Linked DNA regions of Mus musculus: all the other regions are linked to region 4. The links are chromatin contacts, called in public ChIA-PET and promoter capture Hi-C maps. All regions are on one chromosome and are shown on one strand. Each heading gives the region's core, a stretch centred on a gene start, on an enhancer-like site or on the middle of the called end of the contact. The rest is flanking DNA. Distances are from core to core; before and after follow the strand shown. Region 1 holds the start of A630076J17Rik (RIKEN cDNA A630076J17 gene). Region 2 holds the start of Adora3 (adenosine A3 receptor). Region 3 holds the start of Kcna3 (potassium voltage-gated channel, shaker-related subfamily, member 3). Region 4 holds the start of Dennd2d (DENN/MADD domain containing 2D).

Region 1 (3,686 bases), core at 693-3,192, 740 kb before region 4:
TTAGACAGTGGGAGCTAGTCATAAAAGGTTACATTGGTACAACTCCACTTATGTGAAAACTCCACAACAGGCGAACCCACAGGGGCAGGAAGCAAGTCATAGTTGGTTAGGATTGGGGTGGAGTGAAGGCAGAAAAATGGCGAGGCACTGTAAAGGGACTCAGGCTTCTTTAAGGGTGACAAGAACGTTCTAAAATTAAATTGTGGAGATGGCCGTACAATCTGTCAGCATCGGCAACATTGCTGAAGTGTATGGTTTGTGAGGGCAAATGGTGTGCTATATGGATTACACCACAATGCAGCTATTTTGAAAGTGTTAAAATACACAAAGTTGAAAAGAGGAAGGTTAGCAAAAGTGTCTTCCCCCTCCCCCGACTTCAGGATCCTGAAGGAAGGACTGGGTGCGGTGCGGCAAGAAGACCCTCAGAGTCTCCTGTGGGGAATGGGTGCGCTGGGTGCTGCGAAGTGGCTTGACTTCCCTTCAAACAGGAGGGCGAGGAGAATGGATACCTTATTAACTAAAGCTACATATAGCGTCACGTGACCCAAACCGCATATAGTCAGCCCTCCGGACCCTGGGGCTCTTCATGGGAATTCCACCAACTGTGGATCAAAATATTAAAAAGTGCATCTGCATTGAACATGCGTTGAGCTTGTTCTTATTATTCTCTGAACACCACACATATGGCCGTGGGGCACGGCACTGTGTTCAGTTTTATAAGTAACCTCGGAAGAGTTAAAGCGTGTGAGACGATGAGCACAGGTCCGTGTGATCCCACGATGCTTTCTATAAGGGACCTGAACATCCTCAGATTTTGCTATCCACTGAGGGGTCCTGTGAATTCCAGGGTTGTTGTTGTCTCTTCTCTTGCATACTTGGGATATTCAATTTTCAACCTCGGGCAACAACTCCTTGAATGGAAGTTCTGATTATACATGGGATTAGTAGCACCCAAGTGGCCAGGATGGGGTGCCAGTCTGTTGTGACTGTGGTGTCTTTAAATGAACTCGAGGATTGTTTTTCCCTTCCCTGGAGGGCACTGCCCTGCCCACCTTGGCAGGAGCAGAGAATCTAATATAGAGTTAATGGACACCTAGTCCTGCCTGTATCTCTGAGCTGGTTGTACCCCTGTTAGGATCTTGTCATGCATGGTGAGCACTAGGCAGGAGCGAGGCTGTGATATATGAAGCACACCCTCACTGTCTGCTCCCCAGCTGGGGCTGTTTAGCTCCAGAAGCCCACAGCCACTAGACCACGGAGGCAACGAATTTCAGATGGGTAAGCATGAGCTCCCCCATATGACTTTACCTTCAACATCTGTAAAGAAAGCACCATATGTTCCCACTCCATGTGGCTAGCACTGCTTCAACCTCCCCTAGCTCTCCTGCCTAGCTGAGAATAGCAAAGCGCTTGGGTCTTGGGAAGATCATGTGGCCCATGTCACACAGGGCATGAGACTCAATATCCATTTCCCTTAAAGTCCTCGCTCTCTCCCTCCCCCCTCGCTTTCTCTGTGTGTCTCAGTCACCCTCCCTTCCCCCCCACCACTCTCTCTTTCTCATCTCATCTTATCAGGTACCCTTGGACATCCTGGAACTCATTATGTAGTCCAGATGGGTCTCAAACTTACAGCAATCCTCCTGCCTCTGCCTCTCAAATGCTGGGATTACAAGTGTGACTACTATAGCTGGCTGCCTAGGCAGGGAGATGCATTGAAGGATAAGGAGCTGTGAGCATGCTTCAGGAGCCTCTGAAATTCTGTCACAAAAGCAAAGTCCAAAGGTTAAATAAACAGACATACCTGCAGCTGTCATTTCCTTTGCTCACAGTGCAAGCTGCTGTAGTCTGCATGTCTGATTCCTGACAAGGGGCAGGCTGTCCAGAGCTTAGCATCACAGCCAGCACCAGCTGCTTCCTAGCTTGGGACTTTGGTCGGTTTACTGAACTTTCTGTGTTTCAAGTTCCCCCTTTATTAATGGCACCAGCATCATCACCATCATCATCATCTGCTTCTTGGGGTGGCAGTGAAGATTAAGTGTTAGCGAATGGGAAGTGCTCAGGATATCATCTGCCCTGTGGAAGTGTCACGGGGGTGGTCAGCTACTCATCTTTCATCCTTATGAAGGCATCACAAAGAGTCAGCTTTCAGCTCCTTGGCCCAGCCTCTGGGGGCTTTTGTGCCACACCCCTTACCAAACTTCAGAGCTTGGACGCCTCTCCTTAGTTGGGAAAACCAAACATCTGGGAAGAAAAGCTTTCTGGATGCCTTTCAAAGGCCCCAAATAGTAACTTAACAGCAAGAAACCCCTGTGTGTTCAGTCAATGTTCATTCCTTGCCAAGTTCAAGTTCACACACAGGTTCCTAGAGGCGGAGCCTGATAACAGCTGTGATTAGAAAGAAAAACACACTAACCGTATCTCCCTGAGACCCTGTTAAACTGAGAGGCATCGATCGTGAGTGAGGTACAGTGTTTGCTCTGTCTGGGATCTTAGCACAGAGCTGTCTGCACAGTGGACTCTGGTCTGCCCTGGCTTTCCCCAGACTCTGGGCAGAATAACTGTATCAGGAGCATACATTCCCTGGCATAGGCCTCCCTGGCAGCTTCCAGCTATGTCAAGGGGCACAGGGTGGATTCTGGGGTTACCAGCAGGATTCATTTGCATTTTTCTGGCCCCTCGCCAGCTCTCTAGCTATGACTCCCACATGAGACTTCTGTACCTTTTACCTTCTTAGAAGCCCCACCTCAGCCTGTCAGTCAACCCAACCATTGGAGGAAACTAATTCAACAAATAACGAAAAATTAACACTGCTTTGCAAAGAGAGGTAGCTCCCATTAGCTAACCCTCCAGTCTATGTAGAGTGTGGACTTCATATTGAACAAGTATCATCATGGCTGCCAGCCTAGCTTGTCTTGTCTACCTGGACTGGGCAAGCGGGACAAGATTTTGATTCCCATGTTAAAAAACAAAAACAAAAACAAAACCAAAAAAAAAAACAAAAAAACAAAACCCAAAACACAACCACAGCAGCTGGGTGTGACGATGAATGCCTATGGCCTCAGTGGTGGGGATGCAGAGGCAGGCTGACCCTTGGGGCTAGCTAGCTGGCCAGTCAGCCAAGCTGAATCAGCAAGCTCCAGGTAAGAGTGAGAAATCCTGCTTTGTAAACAAAGCGGAGGCCTGGCGGGACAGGTCAATGAGTAGAGGCGTGTGAATGCATGTCTGATAGCTTGAGTTTACACCTTGGATCCCACAGGATGGTTGGAAGAGAATCAACCCCTGAAAGTCGTTCTCAGACTTCCATGAACACAATAGTGCACACACCACACAGACACACAGACACAGACACACACACACACACATACACACACAGACACAGAGAGACAGAGACAGAGAGAGAAAGAGACAGAGAGAGAAAGAGACAGAGACAGAGAGAGAATAAACAAGATGGAAAGCAACTTTGATACCCAGGTCTTTGCATGCATATTCATGTGTGCGTCCCTGTATAATCGCACAACATTCGAGCACCACAAGAAGTACCAGGGTAGTAAAGAAGACAGGAAGAATGGGGCGTGTTCCTTCCTCCTCCTTGGTGTTTGAGACGTTGATGCTTGAGCTCATGTAGCACAGGCTAGCCTCAAACTCACCATGTGCCCCAGGTTTTCCTTAAACTCACTGTGTAGTCA
Region 2 (3,631 bases), core at 110-2,609, 580 kb after region 4:
TAGTTTCTATGCTATATTCTTCCCCCAAGAGAAACCAGAAGAAACCTGGGAATGTAGTTTCTCATTGGACTGTCCTCTTTGCACAGAAAATGATACTACCATTTTGCAAACAAGAACATCCTTGTCTCAAGGGGGTTTTACATTTCATTAAGAGAACAAACTGCATCCTAAGAATCCGTTTTCAACAGACTAAGACAGAAGCCATGTTAAGATCTACCCTACATCTTCAAAGCCACACCCCCATCTACTTATCTCTTATGCCTGTCTTCCCCTTCTCCTAAAACAAGATATCCTATCTAGTAGGTCAATGTCACTTTGAAAACTTGAGATCAGATTCTTTTTTTAACTAAAAGATACATCACATTTTCATCATCTTTGGCTACCCTGGCCAGAAAGCAGATGCCCATGTTCAATGGAGAAGGGCACAGAGCACCCTCGTTTCCTATTCCTGTCTCAGCTCTTCATGTCTAATGTCTTCACAAACCATGTGGTGCAAAGATATTCACTGCCCTTTGTAAATTTCAAGGGTCAGTTTGACTCATTTCTACGAAAGGGGTCTGGGAGCCAAACTTGGTAGCTCTACTCTCCAGCCTTCTCTCTAATCCACCCCTTCGTCAACCCTGTTACCTGACTGTCAGCTTGACCCGCAGGTATCGGTCTACAGCAATGGCCAGCAAGGACATGATGGAAGCATGGGTGAAGATCAGCAGCACACAGGACATGAAAAGGCAGGCATAGAAGTGCATCTTGACTTGCAGGCTGACAGCAATGGCCAAAGGTGTGACCAGCACCCCAACGGCAATGTCAGCCAGTGCTAGGGAGACAATGAAATAGAACGTGGTGGTCCTCAGAGTGGGGTTCAGCTTGACCACCCAGATGACCAGCATGTTGCCCACAACGGCACAGAGCCCGATGGCAGCCTCCATGGTGATGTAGGTGATGTTCAGCCAGTCCGTCTCCGTGGTGTTGTCGGCTTCCATGCTGTCTCAGAAAAGCTTCAGGCGGAAGCTTCCGTGGCTCTTCAGCAGGTTGTGTATGGGCCAGTGGACCCAGCTCTTGTCAGACTTCTGCCCAGAAGTTAGAATGTCACAACAGTCCAGAGAACTCACAACTTGCTCATTCCTTCCGGTATGACTCTCTCTTAGAGACTCTTCTCAGAAAGGGCCTGTTACAGGACCATCAACCTCAGCCGCTTATCCCTGCCTTCCCATTAACCTGGAGGATGCAGGTCTCTGCAGCCAAATCCGAGAGGGCCACCGTTCTTACTTCCCCAGGCAAACAGAGTCAGGGCTTCTGCTGTCCCCTGGGCCCCAGAGAACTTTCGAGCTCCATCAAGATAAGCACTCCTCTTTAGAGTGTTTCAAGAAGTGAGATAGTCCAAGAGGAAGTACAGGAACCCTCTGAAGAAGAAGAAGAAAAAAAAGGATGGAAAGAGCACAGGAGGCTGGCCTGAGTCACATGGAGGCAGCTCCAAGAGGAGATTAGAGACAGGGTCTGTTAGTGACAGCTGACAGTTTCAGCTACAGGGAAGGCTAAGGCAGTGGGATTACAGGTTCAAGCCCTGCCTTGGTTACTGTGTTAAGGCCAGCCTAAGTAACCCAGTGTCTCAAAAAACAAAACAAAACAAAAATCCAAACCAATGAAAGAAAGAAAGAAAGAAAGAAAGAAAGAAAGAAAGAAAGAAAGAAAGAAAGAAAGAAAGAAAAAGAAAGAACCAACACTCAAAAGTCAGGATGTGGGGAGCCAAAGATATATTTCAGAAGTAGAATGATTGGCTGGCATCAGGCTCTGAGTACTGCCCCCACCACAACTGATATACAACACACACACACACACACACACACACACAAGTGGTGGGGAGAAACTAGAGATCATTCAGGGACCAGATGAGCTGTGGGTAGGATTGGGTAGAAGAGGTGGAAACACTAATCATGTAATATTTCCACCCTCAGCCTGCTTAACACAAAGATCTTGTGATAGAGACAATTGTGATGCACACTTTAATCCCAGGACTGGGGAGACAGAGGCAGGCAGATCTTTGTGAGTTTAAGGGCACTCAGATCTACCTAAAAAATTCAGGACACTCAGGGACAAAACTGAAAACAATTTTTACACACACACACACACACACACACACACACACTCACACACACACACACACTCACACACACACACACACACACACACACACACATACACACACACACACACACAGTGCAAGAGCAGCAGGCACACTTATCCACTGAGTCTTCTCTCCAGCCCTGGTGTTTACGTGGGGTGTTTTATTTTGTTTTGTTTTTGTTTTTGTTTTTTGTTTGTTTGTTGTTTTACGTTTCATCAGCCCCCCGAGTGGCCTTTCCTCTTACTTCTGCTGTAACTGCCTTCTTTCTGTCCTCTTCAGAGGGGAAGTTACAGAAAGCAATTTCTACCAAGAGGCAAGAAAGAGTCTTCCTTAACAAAAAGCAATTGCAATCTCGCTTTGTTGGTTCCTAGAAAAATCTCCATCATTTGCCACAGACAGAGAGGCAGGACAGGAGATCAAGCTTTCTTCTCTATTTAAGGCTTGTTGGTCAGGAAACGGGCAGCTTCTACATTAACAACAACAGAAACAAGGTGACGGTCCATGTTTTGTTACATTGAAAAGCAAGGTGGACAGGCTGGAGCGATGGCTCAGCTATAAAGAGCAGTGGATGCTCTTCCAGAGGACCATAACCACCACGGCTTCCCACCCAGGATTATGTTACTCCCAGAGGTTTCTGCGATGCCTTGGGTGCTTCTTCTCTTCGAAGGAGAAATGTCCGTTCTTTTTTGTTTTCTGAATAAACAGAGAGCACCAGTGTTCAAGGGCGAGTTTGAGGGGTGGAAGAGAAGTTTCCATATTCCCTCACTAGCTTGTCTTATGACCATGCTAAATATCTGTTCACTGGGGATTGAAATCCAAAAGGCAATCCAGGAGAGGGGGCAGAGAGACCAGGATAGACAGCCACCTCACACACCTGTTACCTCACTGGTACCCATGGACCCAGTCTCTCACATCTTCTGTTACCAGGTCCTGGTTCCTGATAATAGCTTTCGTTATGATTCCCAGGTTAGTGGGGTTTGAGCCTGTTCAGGCTCCTGCCATCTGCTTCTTTCACCGAAGCCATAAGCCCACAGCTCCCAGCAATTCCTGGCTCCGAAATTCCCTTTCACTTCTTCGCCTGTGCACACTCACTAGGTCTAGCAGGATCTCTTCCTTGCCCCCACCTAGAAAATAAAAAGGCTCCCCTCGAGGCAGTTCTCTAACAGGACCTTGAAGAAAACTTCCTATACCACCTGTGATGGTTTGGATATGCTTGGCCCAGGGAGTGGCACTATTAGAAGGTGTGGCCCTTTTGGAGTAGGTATGTCACGGTGAGTGTGGGCTTTAAGACCCTCATCCTTACTCCCTGGAAGCCAATATTCTGCTAGAAACCTTCAGATGAAGATGTAGAACTCTCAGCTTCTCTTGTACCATGCCTGCCTGGATGCTGCCATGATCCCACCTTGATAATGGACTGAACCTCTGAACCTGGAAGCCAGCCCCATTAAATGTTGTCTTTTATAAGACTTGCCTTGGTCATAGTGTCTGTTCCCAGCAATAAAACCCTAA
Region 3 (3,708 bases), core at 1,064-3,563, 550 kb before region 4:
TCCACCCACATATCCAGAGGTTAGGTAGTTACAATAACTAGTCCGGAAATAATATTGAAAAGTCCACCAGTCAGGAGCTTCATTTAGGTTCCGCCTCCTTTACTTAGTAAAGAAACAACTATCTTTTGATTTTGAGGTTAAACAGTTACTCTGACTCTATAGTTTCACTTCCTCTCAGGATGTGGCTGTAGGGCTCACACAAAAAAACCACGCTTAATGTAAGTTTGTTGGTCACAAAATTAAGAGACAGGGAGAGAGAGAAAAAAAGAGCTGAGAGAATGCAGCCCACTTGCAAAAACAGGCACCTGTTTCAGTATGAAGCAATAGGGAGAATGAAGTGTGCTTCCTCACTTCTTGTACTTTCCTTGATGAGTGGTCTGGAAATGTATAAATCAAGGGCATACACAGACCAAGGGGGCATGTTCCACACAATACTGGGCACAGAATTGGCAACCGTATCATATATTAGACATCAGTGAATATCTTCTTGATGTTGACACAGGAGTTGGGGTTATTGTTCGTGGTGCAAGTGGCTGTGGAGTTGCCCGTTTTGAAGGGGGTCTGCGGGAAGGCGCTGTGGTTCATACCCCCCTCTTCGATCACCATATACTCCGACTTACTCAGAGTGGAGTTACTCCGGGCTTTTCGGAGCTCCTCGGCTGAAGAGGAGAGGTGCTGGCAACTGCCCACGTGCATGTACTGGGCTTGCTCTTCCCCTTCTGTCTCCCGGTGGTAGAAGTAGTTGAAGTTGGAAACAATCACAGGAACTGGCAATGCAATGGTCAAGACACCTGCGATGGCACAAAGAGAGCCCACAATCTTGCCTCCTATGGTCACTGGGTGCATATCACCATAACCAACAGTTGTCATGGTTACTACTGCCCACCAGAAGGCATCCGGGATACTGTTAAAACCCGAAGAAGGGTCGTCTGCCTCAGCAAAGTAGACTGCACTGGAGAAAAGGATGACCCCAATGAAGAGGAAGAATATGAGCAGCCCCAGCTCCCGCATGGAAGCCTTCAGCGTCTGTCCTAGGATCTGCAGCCCCTTAGAATGGCGGGAGAGCTTGAAGATGCGGAAAACCCTTACTAGGCGGATGACTCTCAGGATGGCCAGCGACATGGCCTGCTGCCCATTACCTTGTCGTTCAGCCAGCTCAGTGCCCAGAGTGATAAAATAAGGAATGATGGCCACAATGTCTATCAAGTTCATGATATTTCTGGAGAAGGTGGCTTTACTGGGGCAAGCAAAGAACCGCACCAGAAGCTCAAAGGAGAACCAGATGATGCACAAGGTCTCCACCACGAAGAAGGGGTCCGAGAAGCTGGAGGCTCCAGAAGGGGCCCCCGACGTGCTGTTGTTGGCAGCCTCAAACACGTCCTGCGACGGGGAGGCGGGATAGTCTTTCTCATCGCGAAACTCGGGAAGCGTCTCCAAGCAGAAGATGACAATGGAGATGAGAATGACCAGCACTGACACAATGGCAATGCCCCGGGCCGGCCCGGAGCTCTCCGGATATTCGAAGAGCAGCCACACCTGGCGCTGGAAGTCACGGCGGGGCAGGGGTCGCTCCTCCTCCCGCAGGAAGCCCTCATCCTCACGGAACTTTTCCATGGCCTCCTCACCCAGCTGGTAAAAGCGGATCTCCTCGGAGAAGATGTCGATGGGCACGTTGACCGGCCGGCGAATGCGGCCCCCGGACTGGTAGTAGTAGAGGATGGCGTCGAAGCTGGGTCGGTTGCGGTCGAAGAAGTACTCATTGCGGAGTGGGTCAAAGTACCGCATGCGCCGCTTGGGGTCGCCCAGCAGTGTCTCGGGGAACTGGCAGAGGGTCTTGAGCTGCGTCTCGAAGCGCAGCCCAGAGATGTTGATGACCACACGCTCGCCGCAGCAATCTTGCTCGCCCGCGGCGGGCAGCGCGGGTGGCAGTGGCTCGTAGCGGTCGCAGCCGCCACCGCCGCCGCCACTGCCACAGCCTCCCTGAGGCGGGTCCCCGCCACCGCCTCCCGCCGCCTCTGGCTCCAGCAGGTGGTCCCCGGGCACCACGGTCATGTCTGGCGGCAGCTCGGCGTGGCCGGGGCTCTGCAGGATGCGCGCGCCGCCTCCTGCGGGGTCCGGTGCAGGGTGGGCGCGGTGATGGGTGGAGGGCTGCGGCGGTCGAGCGCGGGAGGCGGCGGTGCTTTCCTTCCCTGCTGGCGGCTGCCGGCCCGAGTCGCTCCTCCTGGAGCTCCCCGCCCCACCGCCGCCTCTGCCCTACGAGCCCGGCCCCGCCGCCTGTTGCTGCGGCTGCCGCGAGGCTCTGTCTGGGCTGGCGCGGCCCGCGGGGCTGCACGGTCCAGACGCCTCCTCCTCCCTCCTCCGCACCCCTCCCCGCGGGGCGCGCGCCCGCCTCTCTGCCACCGCCCCCGGGTTTCCCGCCCACCGCGCGCGCGCGCTCCGCTTCCCGCTTGCCACCCTTGTTCCTCGACCTTCTTTGTCACTGGATCGCCGCCAACTTGCACCCCACTCCCCAGACTCCGCGGAACCCCTACCCAGCCACGCTGGCCTTGGAGGAACCCGGCCGCCTGACCTCGTTCCTGGGCTCTGCTTGCTCGCTCCTGGTCAGCGCGCGTTCCCTTCCCGCGCGTGGTCGAGACCTAATCTCAGGGCTGTTATACCCACGCAAGGACCACACCTCATCCCTCGAAGGGAGGCCTCCTGGCCCTTGACACTTTGCCAAGAAGGGCAAGTTCCACTAGAGTAGGTAACAAAAAGTCCCAAGCAAAGGAGGCATCCAGGCATCCAGACCCTGAATGTCTTGGGAGGAGGGGCTGCAGGCTAGGTTGTCTGGGCTAGTGCAGGATAGGATAGTCTGGGGCCAGCATCCGGATTTAGAGGGGTAGAATAATGCTAAAACCTGGGTGTTGGTGCAGTAAACGATATTTTTGGACAGGAAGCAATGGGTTAATGGGTAACATGGGGTCTCAAGTCTTCCCAGCAGTCTAAAAAGAGGGTCCTTAAAGGCATCTGGAGACCTCATTTTTATAATGGTTAGCTCAGTGCGGGCAGAATCAGGGGCAAGTTTCTGGTTGGGATTAGTGAGGGCAGTGGAAAAAAATAAGAGGGAATGGTAAAGAAAATTCACCACACCTTACTGTGTGACGAACAGGCCCAATACCTAGCGTTTAATTAACACAATGATACCTGCCCTTGCAGTAGGGAACTCGAGAAAGTGTATTTTAGCTGTTAATGTGGGAAAGCCTTCATTTTGCAGATTGTGCCTCTCTTGCTTGATATGGGCCTACAGAAAATATTATCTCCCTTAAACTGTTTCTCTAAATTGTGCTGGTTGCTTTAAACATAATTTCTGTTCCCAGACATTTAGCTACCCCAAGTATAAGTACCAGAGTTACAAAATTCTGTTACCCCCTTGAATCATTGCAATCGTTTGCAAAAGAGGAACTATTGTCTAGACATTCACTCATTCCATGAAGTTAGCTGAAAATTCAGTTTGATGTAAGAGTGATCTGTCGTCATGTTTTTCTTACCCCCTCTCCCAACTACTAAACTATGATAAAGAGGGCTTGCCCAACTTCTGTTGTTAGCAACTTGGAAATCCTGGGATCTCAGCATTTGTTTGTTGTACTGAATTCTGCAACAAGTGATGCTTTGTATTTATTTCTGTCTGCTCTGGGGAGATATTTCTTCTTTTGAGTTCAGGACCCTATT
Region 4 (3,988 bases), core at 1,417-3,916:
TTGTAGCCGTGTCTTTGGCAAGCCCAGCCTTGGAGAGGAAGGGGCGGTTCTGAATTGCACCAACCAGGAGGCGCCTGCAGTATCCGATCTTCCTGCTCCCATCCACATTGGTCAGGACAAATGAGAAGGTCTCCCTAAGAGAGAGCAGACCAATGGTGTTCATTTGCTCACTGGATCCTAAAACAAGAGTGAAGTCAGCTTCAGAGGAGGGGAGAGGAAGACAAAGGGGAGCTGCTGATTAATCATGGGGATAATCACAGCAGTCACTTACTAAGCACTTGATGGTGTCAAGCTCTAATGCATCGCCTCATTCGAGACTCAACTAAACATTTCTGAAGAAGGTTCAATTATTATCACCACTTTAAGGACCAGGTAAGTAAGGCTCTGAGGTTACTTCTTATCTAAAAATTGAAGTCCTGGTCTGCTTCCAGTGTTCATGATGCAAGCAAGAACCATTTCCTTATTGTAGAGGCCAAAGTCTTTCTCTCCAGTCCAGAGTAGAAAAAGATAAATAAATAAAAACATTTTTAAAAGGCAATTTCTTCTTCTAGGAAGAGGTAAGAGACTCTTTAAAGTCTTCAGAGAGAAAGTCAAGTCACAGCTTCAATCATTTGTCTAAAGGATCCCAAGCAAAATATTTCCCTGGCAAAAACTCAGCATTCATACCAGGTGAGGGGACAAGAGCCACGCATTTGCCCTTCTATCCAAATCTGATACCCTTTCCTGCAGGCTGAGTGGTTACCTGGGATACTCTGTGAGTGGTGCCCACTCATTTCCATCAGGGAAGCAGAACAAAGGGATGGCACTGAGCAACCGGTCCTCCTCCTCCTGCTGACCTCGGAGCAGGTTCTCCCTCTGTCAGGAAAAGACAGTGGAATTTAGGCAAAGAAGCAGAGGTCAGAAGCCTGTCAGCCTTCTTTCTGACCAACATGGGGTACAAAGGTGCCTTTGGTTGGTACCATACAGTCTGAACTCTAAGTCTAGCTGGAAGAACCTCAAAGAGAAAGCAATTTGTTCTGGGCCACATCAATGTAACCTTGGGTTGGAATTCAGTATCCTGAGGATTTACATATTCAAAAAGAAGATTAGAAAGGTCAGCTGGACCAACCTCCTGAGAGGGTGGCATCAGAGAGAAACCACATCATAGAAAAGAAGCAACCCTTCCAGTTGCTAAACCTTCTAACAAGAGAGGCTGGTAAGAAGGGGACATTACGCCTCACCCAGTGCATGATCAGGCAAGAAGAGATCTAATACTTTGGGAGACTGATCTTAGGCTGTGCTTGAGTCGGGGGCCTGCTTGATTCTCTACCACACAACCAGGAAGGCCATCCCTTCTTAGTAGTTCCAGCAGAAGCTGAGTTTTCCTGTAGGAAAAGGTGACTGAGGTGGAATTTGGAAGAACTGAAGGTTTCCCACAGGGGCAAGAGCATTGTTTCCCTGCTCCAGAGTTTCAGTCAGTCCTTCACAAAGCAGTCAGACCTAGATTCTCTGGGTGATTACAGAAAACTAGGGCTGGGCTACAAAGGAAACTAGAGCAGTGAGCTCAGGGCTAGAGCCCAGGCAGCGTGGTAAGACATAGAACTCCTCTATTACCTTTTAAACACACCTTCGTCCTCCCACCTCCATCCTCAGGCCCCACTTCTCCCTCCATCCTTACCTTGGGAAACTGGTAAGTGATCGTGGGCTCATAGTCATCCCCTAAACGCTTTTTCTTTAAAGAAACAACAAGAAGGTATTCAAAGAAGTGCTGGCCTCCAGCAAAGCTAGATGGAGAATGCTCCTGGATCCTTTCTGGCTCTGTGACAGCTTCCCCAGGATTGTTCTGGGATTGTCCTAAAATGGAGATGCAAGGGTCTCTTGAGTATTCTTTCCACTCCTCCATTCTGTAGTGCGAGCGAGAATCTGGGCAACAACCATGCCTCAAGGCTACAGTGCCAAGCCTGACCAGGCACCACCAGGCAGGATCAGAGCCAAGGGGGCAATTTCCATACCTGCCCTGGGAAACTTGAAACTGTGGAGTGACACAGGAAGAAAAGAAAACACTGATGTAGAACCGAGGAGCCATGCCATGCTGTGGAGGTTCTTGGAGGCCTGATGCCTGACACTGTATAGTCTGCCTGATGCAACAGTTCTGGGTATTTTGTGAGCCCTGAGTAAATTTGCACTAAATAATCAGAGTAGACCCATAGGGCATTTTTTGGTAATTATAGCAAGACCTCTGCAACAGACGGGACTAGCTCTGCAAACTGATAAGGCAATCCTCCTGGCTTGACCACATGGGGGCCATGTGGGTTTGAGCATATAAAGGAAAAAGAGGATCACTACAGCAGGAATCAGCCCATAAAAAGATCATCCGAAAAAGGAAGTAGGCAATCCAGTTCTGACCTGCTCGAAGTCGTGGCAAGCGATTTCGGAGCAGCCTGAGGGTTCGGCCTACCCCTTGTCCTTCCATCATTCTGAGCTTTGGGGGCATGGATGTTCTTTCTCCTTCAGGCTGGCCACAGAAAGCCTGAGAAAGTGCCTTCTGCCTTGGTCTCCAATCACAACTTTATTGAGCTGAGCCACACGCTGTCTCCCAAAGGCAGAGAGCAGTTTCCATCCTGTGTACTCCGTAATTGAGCAAGAAGGATGTGAAAGGACCCACGAGGCAGCTTAGTGTGGGCACTGACAGAAGCAGCATCCTGGCACTACAACTCAGCTCTTGGCTCCTCCCAAGAGCCCCAGGGTGTGGTAACAGAAAAGGTCATGAGCAAACATCTCAAGGCACAGCTGCTTCTGGGCCAAGGGCTTTCAATTCCAGTGCTTGCAGACCATGTGGTGAGTTTATTTACAAACCCAGGCAGCGAGGGATGCCTGTGAAGATCAGACTATGGACTCCAGTGCCTCGTGGGGCACAGCACAGGTATTTTACATCCCTCATCCTCCACTGCTCACGATCACCTTTTCAAGCAATCGTCGGGAGCTGCAAAGTCCCACCAGGCCAACTGGCGAATCTAAAACATCAAGGATCTTCAGGAACCCAGGACTGAACACTTCTTGCAGCCAAGATGCCAGATTGCCCTGATTCAGATAAGTAGACTTGCCCACTCATTCTCTAAATGTACTAATAACTTGTAACAGGAGAGGCCCACCTCTGAGAGGCCCAGATATACAGAATAGCTGTGAAGGTGATTACTTCACCCACTCCTCCCTGGCAATCTTTCCTGATCTAAGGCATAAATCTCTCTCACTATTCCAGGGTTCCGGAAGAATCCTTTCTCTCACCATCTTTACTAAAAGGAAGCAATGACTCGGGAAATCGTCCCCAGCTTAGAGTAGGAGCCTAGTTGCATCAGCAGCTGTAGGGGTACAGAGCATCTTCACCCCTCCCCTACCCCTGCTCAGCCTTTCCTCTGGTTGGGCCAGGACAAGCTAAACAGCAGGCCCAGTACTATGTCTAGAGATTGAGGAAGAGGAGAAAAGTAGTCGCTGATACCCTGGGTTATTAAACAGAAAGTCCTGAATAAGGAAATGTACAGGATAAGAGGAAGGAGACTTTGCCCAGAAGTAACTTAATGGGGAGGGAAGAAGTAAAAGGATCTGGTGCCTGTGTCTGCCACTCCTGCAAAGAATTAGCAGCCCTCTGGGAGGGAGTGTGTTGCTATGGTAAGAAGGAAGGCTGTCACCCTACTCCTAAGAGCACTGAAACTGTGGCACTGGTAAAATGCAGGACTCAGAAACCCAACATTGACTTGTGGCGGAAGCAGCAATCATAGTACAGATGATGAGAGTTGGGATCTTGAGAACGGGGAAGCAAGACACCACAGAAAGTACTTGTGTCTTACTTGTAGCCTGTATAGACATGTTGCATAATCTTTACTGGTTGCCTTACGGAGCAAGAGCATGCCTAGTACAGAAAGGAAAACCGAGGCATTAAGTCACTCGGAGGCAATTGAAAATGAACAGGATCTGTACAAAGTGAACGTCATAAAAAGTTCCAAATCCAGGC

The links. Promoter capture Hi-C pulls out the DNA fragments that hold promoters and counts their contacts. ChIA-PET counts read pairs in DNA pulled down with a chosen protein or histone mark. Capture Hi-C pulls out chosen DNA fragments and counts their contacts.
Region 1: a promoter capture Hi-C map of liver shows a contact between it and region 4, with 2.1 times the contacts expected there. The contact joins the promoter of A630076J17Rik here to the promoter of Dennd2d in region 4. A contact is called at or near these places in 1 of 39 promoter capture datasets (liver), 1 of 15 datasets of contacts at CTCF or cohesin (large pre-B cells) and 2 of 115 datasets of contacts at active chromatin or transcription factors (T-cell acute lymphoblastic leukemia and pancreatic cancer cells).
Region 2: a promoter capture Hi-C map of liver shows a contact between it and region 4, with 4 times the contacts expected there. The contact joins the promoter of Adora3 here to the promoter of Dennd2d in region 4. A contact is called at or near these places in 3 of 39 promoter capture datasets (the C10 cell line, the HPC-7 cell line and liver), 2 of 484 Hi-C or Micro-C datasets (CD8 T cells and bone marrow-derived macrophages), 13 of 115 datasets of contacts at active chromatin or transcription factors (the 230-238 cell line, the SCID.adh cell line, bone marrow-derived macrophages and 8 more) and 3 of 9 other capture datasets (adipose tissue, liver and macrophages).
Region 3: a contact with region 4 is called in an RNA polymerase II ChIA-PET map of memory CD8 T cells, with 234 read pairs. The contact joins the promoter of Kcna3 here to the promoter of Dennd2d in region 4. A contact is called at or near these places in 6 of 39 promoter capture datasets (the C10 cell line, the HPC-7 cell line, embryonic stem cells and 1 more), 2 of 484 Hi-C or Micro-C datasets (CD4 T cells and bone marrow-derived macrophages), 10 of 115 datasets of contacts at active chromatin or transcription factors (the 230-238 cell line, CD8 T cells, bone marrow-derived macrophages and 6 more) and 1 of 9 other capture datasets (adipose tissue).

The regions. Positions count from the first base shown.
Region 1 is chr3:107,228,870-107,232,555 of GRCm38.p6, reverse strand. A630076J17Rik (RIKEN cDNA A630076J17 gene) reads right to left here and starts at 1,942. Exons shown (of 3, transcript NM_001256174.1): 1 at 1,802-1,942. The coding sequence starts at 1,814. Prok1 (prokineticin 1) reads left to right here. Exons shown (of 3, transcript NM_001357885.1): 3 at 1-640.
Region 2 is chr3:105,902,149-105,905,779 of GRCm38.p6, reverse strand. Adora3 (adenosine A3 receptor) reads right to left here and starts at 1,359. Exons shown (of 2, transcript NM_009631.4): 1 at 628-1,359. The coding sequence starts at 980. The region is part of intron 1 of Tmigd3 (transmembrane and immunoglobulin domain containing 3); the gene reads right to left.
Region 3 is chr3:107,034,767-107,038,474 of GRCm38.p6, reverse strand. Kcna3 (potassium voltage-gated channel, shaker-related subfamily, member 3) reads right to left here and starts at 2,313. Exons shown (of 1, transcript NM_008418.2): 1 at 346-2,313. The coding sequence starts at 2,052. The coding sequence ends at 466.
Region 4 is chr3:106,484,718-106,488,705 of GRCm38.p6, reverse strand. It overlaps Dennd2d (DENN/MADD domain containing 2D), which reads right to left and starts at 2,666. Exons shown (of 12, transcript NM_028110.2): 1 at 2,386-2,666; 2 at 1,658-1,833; 3 at 743-855; 4 at 65-134. The coding sequence starts at 2,473. 2010016I18Rik (RIKEN cDNA 2010016I18 gene) reads left to right here and starts at 2,793. Exons shown (of 2, transcript NR_033207.1): 1 at 2,793-2,902.